2 separate regions of the Sus scrofa genome follow, and region 1 is linked to region 2. Evidence: chromatin contacts called from public Hi-C data. All regions are on one chromosome and are shown on one strand. The core of a region is the stretch at or near the end of the contact, and the rest is flanking DNA. Distances in the headings are between cores, read along the strand shown. Region 1 holds the start of KIAA0754. Region 2 overlaps MACF1 (microtubule-actin cross-linking factor 1).

Evidence for each region. A called contact is a pair of places that touch in the nucleus more often than the background predicts.
Region 1: a contact with region 2 is called in a Hi-C map of fibroblasts, with 1.5 times the contacts expected there. The contact joins the promoter of KIAA0754 here to the enhancer-like site in region 2. A contact is called at or near these places in 6 of 47 Hi-C or Micro-C datasets (embryonic fibroblasts, fetal heart ventricle, fibroblasts and 2 more).

What each region holds. Positions count from the first base shown.
Region 1 is chr6:95,246,292-95,249,504 of Sscrofa11.1, reverse strand. KIAA0754 reads right to left here and starts at 1,355. Exons shown (of 1, transcript XM_021095984.1): 1 at 1-1,355. The coding sequence starts at 567. All of the region lies in intron 54 of MACF1 (microtubule-actin cross-linking factor 1), which reads right to left.
Region 2 is chr6:95,069,106-95,072,608 of Sscrofa11.1, reverse strand. The region is part of intron 2 of MACF1 (microtubule-actin cross-linking factor 1); the gene reads right to left. Among named protein-coding and RNA genes, the nearest start is that of MACF1, 110 kb to the right of the region's middle. Within about 2 kb of position 1,643, at least 64 of the 83 cell types and tissues checked have an H3K27ac peak or open chromatin away from gene starts, as enhancers often do. A contact at or near this core is called in embryonic fibroblasts and skeletal muscle, where this site is marked.

The DNA of each region.
Region 1 (3,213 bases), core at 106-2,605, 180 kb before region 2:
TGACTGAGGTTCCCTGTGATCCAAACGACCAGAACTTTCTGCTAATGCAGAAATGGATTCCTTCTTCTCTTGCAAGGAAGGATTTGAAGCACCAGCTTCGGAAACCTCACTGAGAGAGGCTTCCATCCTTTCTGCAAATTCTGGGAAATTGGGTGGCATGAAGGACTTCCACGATCTCCTGTTAACATTGTCTTTGCGTTCTGCATTTGGCCGCCTTCTGGGTGGCACAGGTGCTGACTTTTGCACATCACTGCTCAGCTTTAGGGCATCAAATATTATTCTCTCATCCAACTTTTTGCCTTCCGGTGCTCTGGATTCAAAAACATTGGATGCTGCTCCTAGTGTACCATTGCTGGATATAGTACTTCCTTCCATCTTTTCCATAGTGCTTTTTGAAGTCTGATTAAGCTTTGAACCCTGGTCAATTTGTTCATTTATTCTCATTGTATCATATATAGATCGCTGTGGGACATAGCAATCCTCTATATAGCCGTCTTCTTCCTCTCCTTTCCCCAGGCAGGTGGGGTTCCGCCTTAAACAGTCTGGCCTGCTGAGTGGCTTACCCATACTTTTTCAATCAAGATGAACCATCAACCTTTTAGAAGTTTCTTACGGTTTCCCCCAAAGTGCATTCTGCATAAGTTAAAAATCCTTTTACATGTTCATAACCTCAAACCAGCAATTGAATTTTCCCTCCAGAAAGGCCTGTAAGTCCCACTTTGAAATCATTCTCGGAGAAGCTCTAAAAGGAACAGCTTTTCCTCACAGGTTAGCAGCCTCATAGTTGCAGACAGATAAATGGTATAATGTAATCAACAAACAAAAATTTCTTTGTATGGCTTCTGCTTTTTTTTCTTTTAAAGAGCCCTGCTCTAATTGTCAGTTTTTAAAAAATCTGATATTGACAAGTCCTATTCAACATCTAGTTCCATTCACTTCTCACCTGAGCAGAGTAGGAAGCAGGGGATTTATATCGATTGTGTCCTTTAATAACAATGGCACAACCCCTCTCGTCTTCAAATGTGGCCCAAGCTCCTAAGAATTCCTTTCATTTTATCCTCAGTTCCAGCCCTGGAGAGTCCAGCTGGTCTGAATTAGCCATTCGTCCTCCCTAGTTCGGGTGTTTGCATTTGAACTGGGCTGGTCGGCGGATATTCCTGCAACTTTAAACACAGGAAGTCCTTCATTCGCGGCCAGCTTGGGGCTTCCTGTCTCCAAAACATCATGGCATTGTTGTGGCTCCCAGAGCAGCCCTGAGTCGTGGCCGCAAAACAAGGCGAGTGGAGCCCGGAGCCGGGCCTTTCAGAGGCCAGCAGGCTGCAGCGGCGGCCGAGGGTCAATCGGAAAGACTCGCTCAGCGCCGCTCGCTTCCCCGCGCCATGCCGCACTCCCCGAGGGCCAGGGTCGCCTCACCGTAGGTTGGCAGGTGGCTCCCGGCCGCGCCGGCCTCCAGTCCCGCGCTCAGGAAGTTAGTTTGTCCCTCCGGCAGCTGAGTCCCGCATGCTGTGGGCGCCGCCCCCCCGCCGCCGCCAGTCCCCGGCCCGCAGCCGCCGCGTCGTGGACTGCATGTCAAGCAGCAGCCCCTATTCTCCGCCGCCGCCAGCCCCGCCGTCCTCCCCGCCCGCAGCTGTCACGGTCCCGGCATGCAAACTTCTGCCTGGGAACAAAAGGCTCCGCTCGGGCCGGGCGGGGGCGAGCCCTCCTCCCTCGCGCCGCGCGGCCCGCTCGCCCGCCGCTCGCTGGAAGTGCTGGGCTGCCTGGCAGCTCTCCTCCCCCTTCCCCGCGCCGCCGAACCAAGCCGAGCAGAGCCGAGGCGAGCCGCGCCGCGCCGCCCCGCCTGGGCAGCCCCCCGGGACGCCTGGGAGCGCTTCGCGGAGAGCAGGGGGAGGAGGGCGGGGGCGGAGCCGGGGCGAGGAGCGGGAGGGAGGGGGCGGCGGAGGGATTGGAGGCCGAGGCACCGAAGGAGGGGCTTCTGCGCGGCTCCGGGAGAGAGAGCCCAGGGTCGGCCGCTGGGCTCGGAGGCCCACGCCCACCGCGCCCCCGCCCCCCCACCCCCCGGGCGGGAGAGAGAGCCGCGCCCCCCCGGGCCGGAGGGAGAGCCCCGCCCCCCGAAGGCAATGGGCGGGGAGCGGCACCCGCGCGAGTCTCGGCCCGCGCCGCGCAAATCCCCTGACAAAGGAAAGCCCCGCCCTCCTGCCGTTAGTCCAGCCCCCGCAGCCCCCGCGGGGCTCCCAGCCCAAGGGCGAGCGAACCCAGAAGAAGCGAACCCACAAGAGGCGCCCCCGCCGCGGCGCAACCTGCCGGCTGTGGCAAGGACAACTCCGGGTCCCATCTGTCGGCAGGGTAGCGATGCCGCCCGCATCCCTCCTGGCTCCAGCTCTGCCACCGAAGGGTGTCCCTGGTCCTCCAATGTCACCTTTAGAGCGCCCGGCCGAGCCCCAAAATACGCCAGCCTGAAACCCCGCGGCTGATTTCGGACCAAGTTGTGGGATAAACTGCAGACACCTTCTCTCTGCCGCTCCTCAATAGTCAGGTCTTGGTCCATTTCCGCACCAGGATTTCTTTGCCCACAGACCTGAATGGTCTGGATGACTGAGGACCGAAATTGGGCACGGCGGCCGACGGTGGAGATGCAGTAGTGCCCTATGCCCAAACACCTGGGTTCCTTTATTGCTGGGCACATCCAAGGAAACCTGAGCTCTTTGAGGCCAGCTGAAAAGCCTGGGTCTTTATTTCAAGTCTCAAGATGGAAAATACTAGAGAAAAGTGGCCCACAATCCGTCTACAAAGCGTCCACAGCTTTTTGGCTTTTAGAAAAGCCATCTAGTCACCTGGTGACTGTTAAACAAAGAAAGTACAAAGGGCAACCCAGGAAACTGTCCACTGGAGACAGCTGTGTTTCCGAAGGGGTATAATACTCTGCTCCCTTTGTGATAGTCATTTTCTGATTTTATGAAATAAAAAATTTCTGAATCTCTGTTGAACCATGTGGTCAATTTAGATGGTAAAACTTATGGAAAAGTTATTTCTATCCTTTACACAAATAGTAAGTGAAGCCAATAGCTGGTATATGGAGATCTGGCAGTGAAACCCTGAGCTGAGCCTTAGGCTTACTTGAGCCAGAGAAGTCCTTGGCAAAATGAAGTGTCAGCTGAAGCCTGTGATCAGAATTAAGCAACTAAAAGACCTTTCACTGGCAAAATCGTTTAAACT
Region 2 (3,503 bases), core at 394-2,893:
GAATGTACATGTCATTTTAAACTACATTTTAATGGATAAAATACATCTTAAAATTGAAGTTAAAATGGGTAGAGAACCTCTTAAGTACTTCTATAAAAGTCTTAGAGTCCATACTCTTCAACTGAAAAAAACCACTGCCCTGATTTTACAGATAAACTAAACAGAGCACATTCCCTATATAACTACTATGTCCTAGAATCAAAGATGTTTCATAAAAATAAAAAACACAATGTATTTTCTTCCTATTCCAATGTATTTATATAGCCATTTATGAAATTAATATTTCTGAAAGCTAAAAAAGAAAGCACTTCAAAGATAGGGCTATGATTTCTAAATTTAATAGCAAATCCTAACTGAAGATGAACTTTTTACAATAGTAATCAACTAGCAGTTTAGAATTGCCATTATCAAAATGCACAGGAAAATGAAAGCAACAGCTTCCGCCCAAAAAATATTTACTTTCTCATTACAATAACAGTATATAGTGCTAAATATTGCCTGCCTATTCCATTCTTTCTAAGCTAAAATACAGACTTAAATTTCAGGAAAGCCACTTCGGGCTATCTTTTCAAACACACCACTACACGAGCAAACATCTTTCTAAGTGTCTGTCTGCTTTTGCTGATACAGACACATGTTGGGATCTGAATATTTAGTCACAAGCTTTTCCGGGACTTAGTGAAAAGGACTACTAGGGAGTGACTGAATCTAATTCTAATTCTGTCAAGCATTCATGAAGTTCTAATAGAAAGTTAAGTAACAAGTCCTCAAATCTCCAATTTAACTGTAAGATACAAAGAAACAAGTATCTCAACAGGCTGCCTTGAAAGCAGTAAGCAAGTCACAAAGACAGTACTAAAGACGCTAAGATCCAAGGAAGCACAAGCTGGACTTCCCTAGTCCTCAGCTATGGAGATTCAGAATCAGCTGCACACAGGGCTGATCCAGGCACTGGGTATTTAGAAATCAAAGGAATATAATGTAACGAACAGTCATAAGGGAAGATAGATCTGCTACCTTTTTTTTACAAAATTAAATTAAATACCAGGGCCCAAATGCCTGAGGAGAACAGTTAACTTCTTTCTACTCATTGGGATGGCTTGGATACACAGATTAAGTTGTGTAACTGCTGAGGGGAAAGGAACAGTCTCGAGCCTATCAAAGAGAAGAGAGGCACCTCCTTGTGCCAGGATGCTCCTCGGCAAGAACACCGTGCGACCCTTTCCTCTCACTGACCTTTCCTCCTCTGCCTTTTCTCACCAGAGTACACACCAAGTCCAGAAACTTCTCTAATCCCACAGTTTTCCCACATGTATGCCTAGAGGAGGACAACAGAGTTAGGTAATTTTTGGTAAAAAGAAAGAAAAAAAAAAACCCACAAAGATCTAGAAACCACTTGGGAGACTTAGAAAGTAAGGCTTGATTCTCTGAGGAAGGACATAAGTTGGCACAGTTGCCACTTCCCTTCGCGTCCAGCCCAGACATCACCTCATCAAACCAGTACCCTGCAGTCAGACAAGCCTCACAGAACAGGAAAGGGTCTAGGCCCCAAACTGGCCCTTAGGGGATCCCATACAGGCTCAGGTCTGACAGCACCCAGCCCGAGTGCTGGCCCTTTAAGGAAACCAACTGGAAGCCCTCGTCATCCACCCCACCCTCAAAAGCCCCACAGCAGATTTCAAGAATCTCTGGCACCCGTTACCTGCTCTGCCTCTGGCATATCGCTTCCAGTACAGAACACCGGCAATTCCAAGAATGTGAGTCAAAATAAAGATGGCTGGTGGCAAATAAGATGAATCTAAGAGAGGCATTTCCAGGCCTGTCCTTTCTCCTCCCCTGAGTTAGCCACAAGCCCACAGCTCGGCGCAGCCTCTAGATGCCTTTCTCCTGAGGTTACTGCTGTCCCGCACTATCAGCACAGAGGCAGAGGCCCACGGCTCAGTGTTGTCAGAAACTTCCTGGCGGCTTCTCCTCCATCTCGCCTCTGCTGTTCAGCAGGCAGTAGTGGACCGGGACGAAAACTGTACAGTGTGTCTCAGACAAAGCCCAGGAAACAACTGGCCAGAGGGGGAGGGGGAAGGGAAGGAGGAACCAGGAGAGTGAAAAGAGGCGCCTAAGCTAGTGCTGAGCTGACTCAAAGTCTATCTTTGGCATCCTCTGTTCAGCTTACACAAACAAGCCTCAGACCCTTCTACAAGAAGGGAGGCTGTCAGAGGACGTCACACTCTTAACTTTCCATTCCCAGCCTGGCTGGGATGCAGCCAGAAGGAAAACGTCACAGAAGCCCTCAGGAACCATTTGCAGGGAGGAGGCAAAGTACACAAGGATATATGTAAGTGTCCACGAGTTCCCTGGCACAGTCGGAAGGCAACCCTTCCACACCCCCAACCCGGGAGAAGGAGGTAAGGGACCTGAACACCCCTAAAGAGAGCATCACATGCAGAACAAGCTCCATGAGACAGCCCTGATGTTAGGTGCGATGAAGATCAGCAAGAAGAGCAAAACTGCTCCAGAAGTGTGTTTTTCAAGAGTCAAAAAATCCACCTGATTTCTACTGGTTGCCCCGGAGGCCATCGGGACACCCAGTGACAGCAGAAAGCAACGCCTTCCACAAAACTAAGGCCTGCCGGCAAATGAAAACTTCACAGGACATTGGAGCAGCGACTGAAAACACTTGAACACTTACCCCATAGAGAGACTAAAACCAAAAGATTGATAATACCAAGTCCGGGCGAGATGTAAAGCAACTGGAACTCTCAGGTACTGCTAATGGGGGCGTAAACTGGCCACTCTCGAAGCTTCTCTAGAAAACAGTCAGACACATACCAGCGTGACCGAGCAATATCACTCCTAGGTACTGACCCAAGAAGAATGAAAATGTGTCCACACAAAAACCTGTGTGTATGGAGTTCCCCTCGTGGCACAGTGGAAACGAATTCCACTAGGAACCATGAGGCTCTGGGTTCGATCCCTGGCCTCGCTCAGTGGGTTAAGGATCCGGCATTGCCATGAGCCATGGTGTAGGCCGCAGATTCGGCCTGGATCCCACGTTGCTGTGGTTGTGGCCTAGGCCAGCGGCTACAGCTTTGATTAGACCCCTATCCTGGGAACCTGCATATGCTGCAGGTGCAGCCATAAAAAGACAAAAAGACCAAAAAACAAAACAAAACAAAACAAAACACCTGTGTTTAAATGTTTATAGCAGCTTTATTCAAAATACCTAAAAACTTGGAAACAACCCATATGTCCATCAACTGGTGCACTAACAAAGTGTGGTGCATCCTCACAATGGACTCCAACACAGCAATGAAAAAGGAAGAAATTTCTAATACATTCAACAGCATGGATGAATCTCAAAAGCATTATGCCACACAAAAGACGGCAAACACAAAAGGCTACATACTGTGTGATTCCACTTACATGACAATCTGAAAAAGCAAAACCATAGGGGCAGAAATCAGATAAGTAGTTGCTGGGAGCTCAGGGTGAGGGAAGGGAACTGA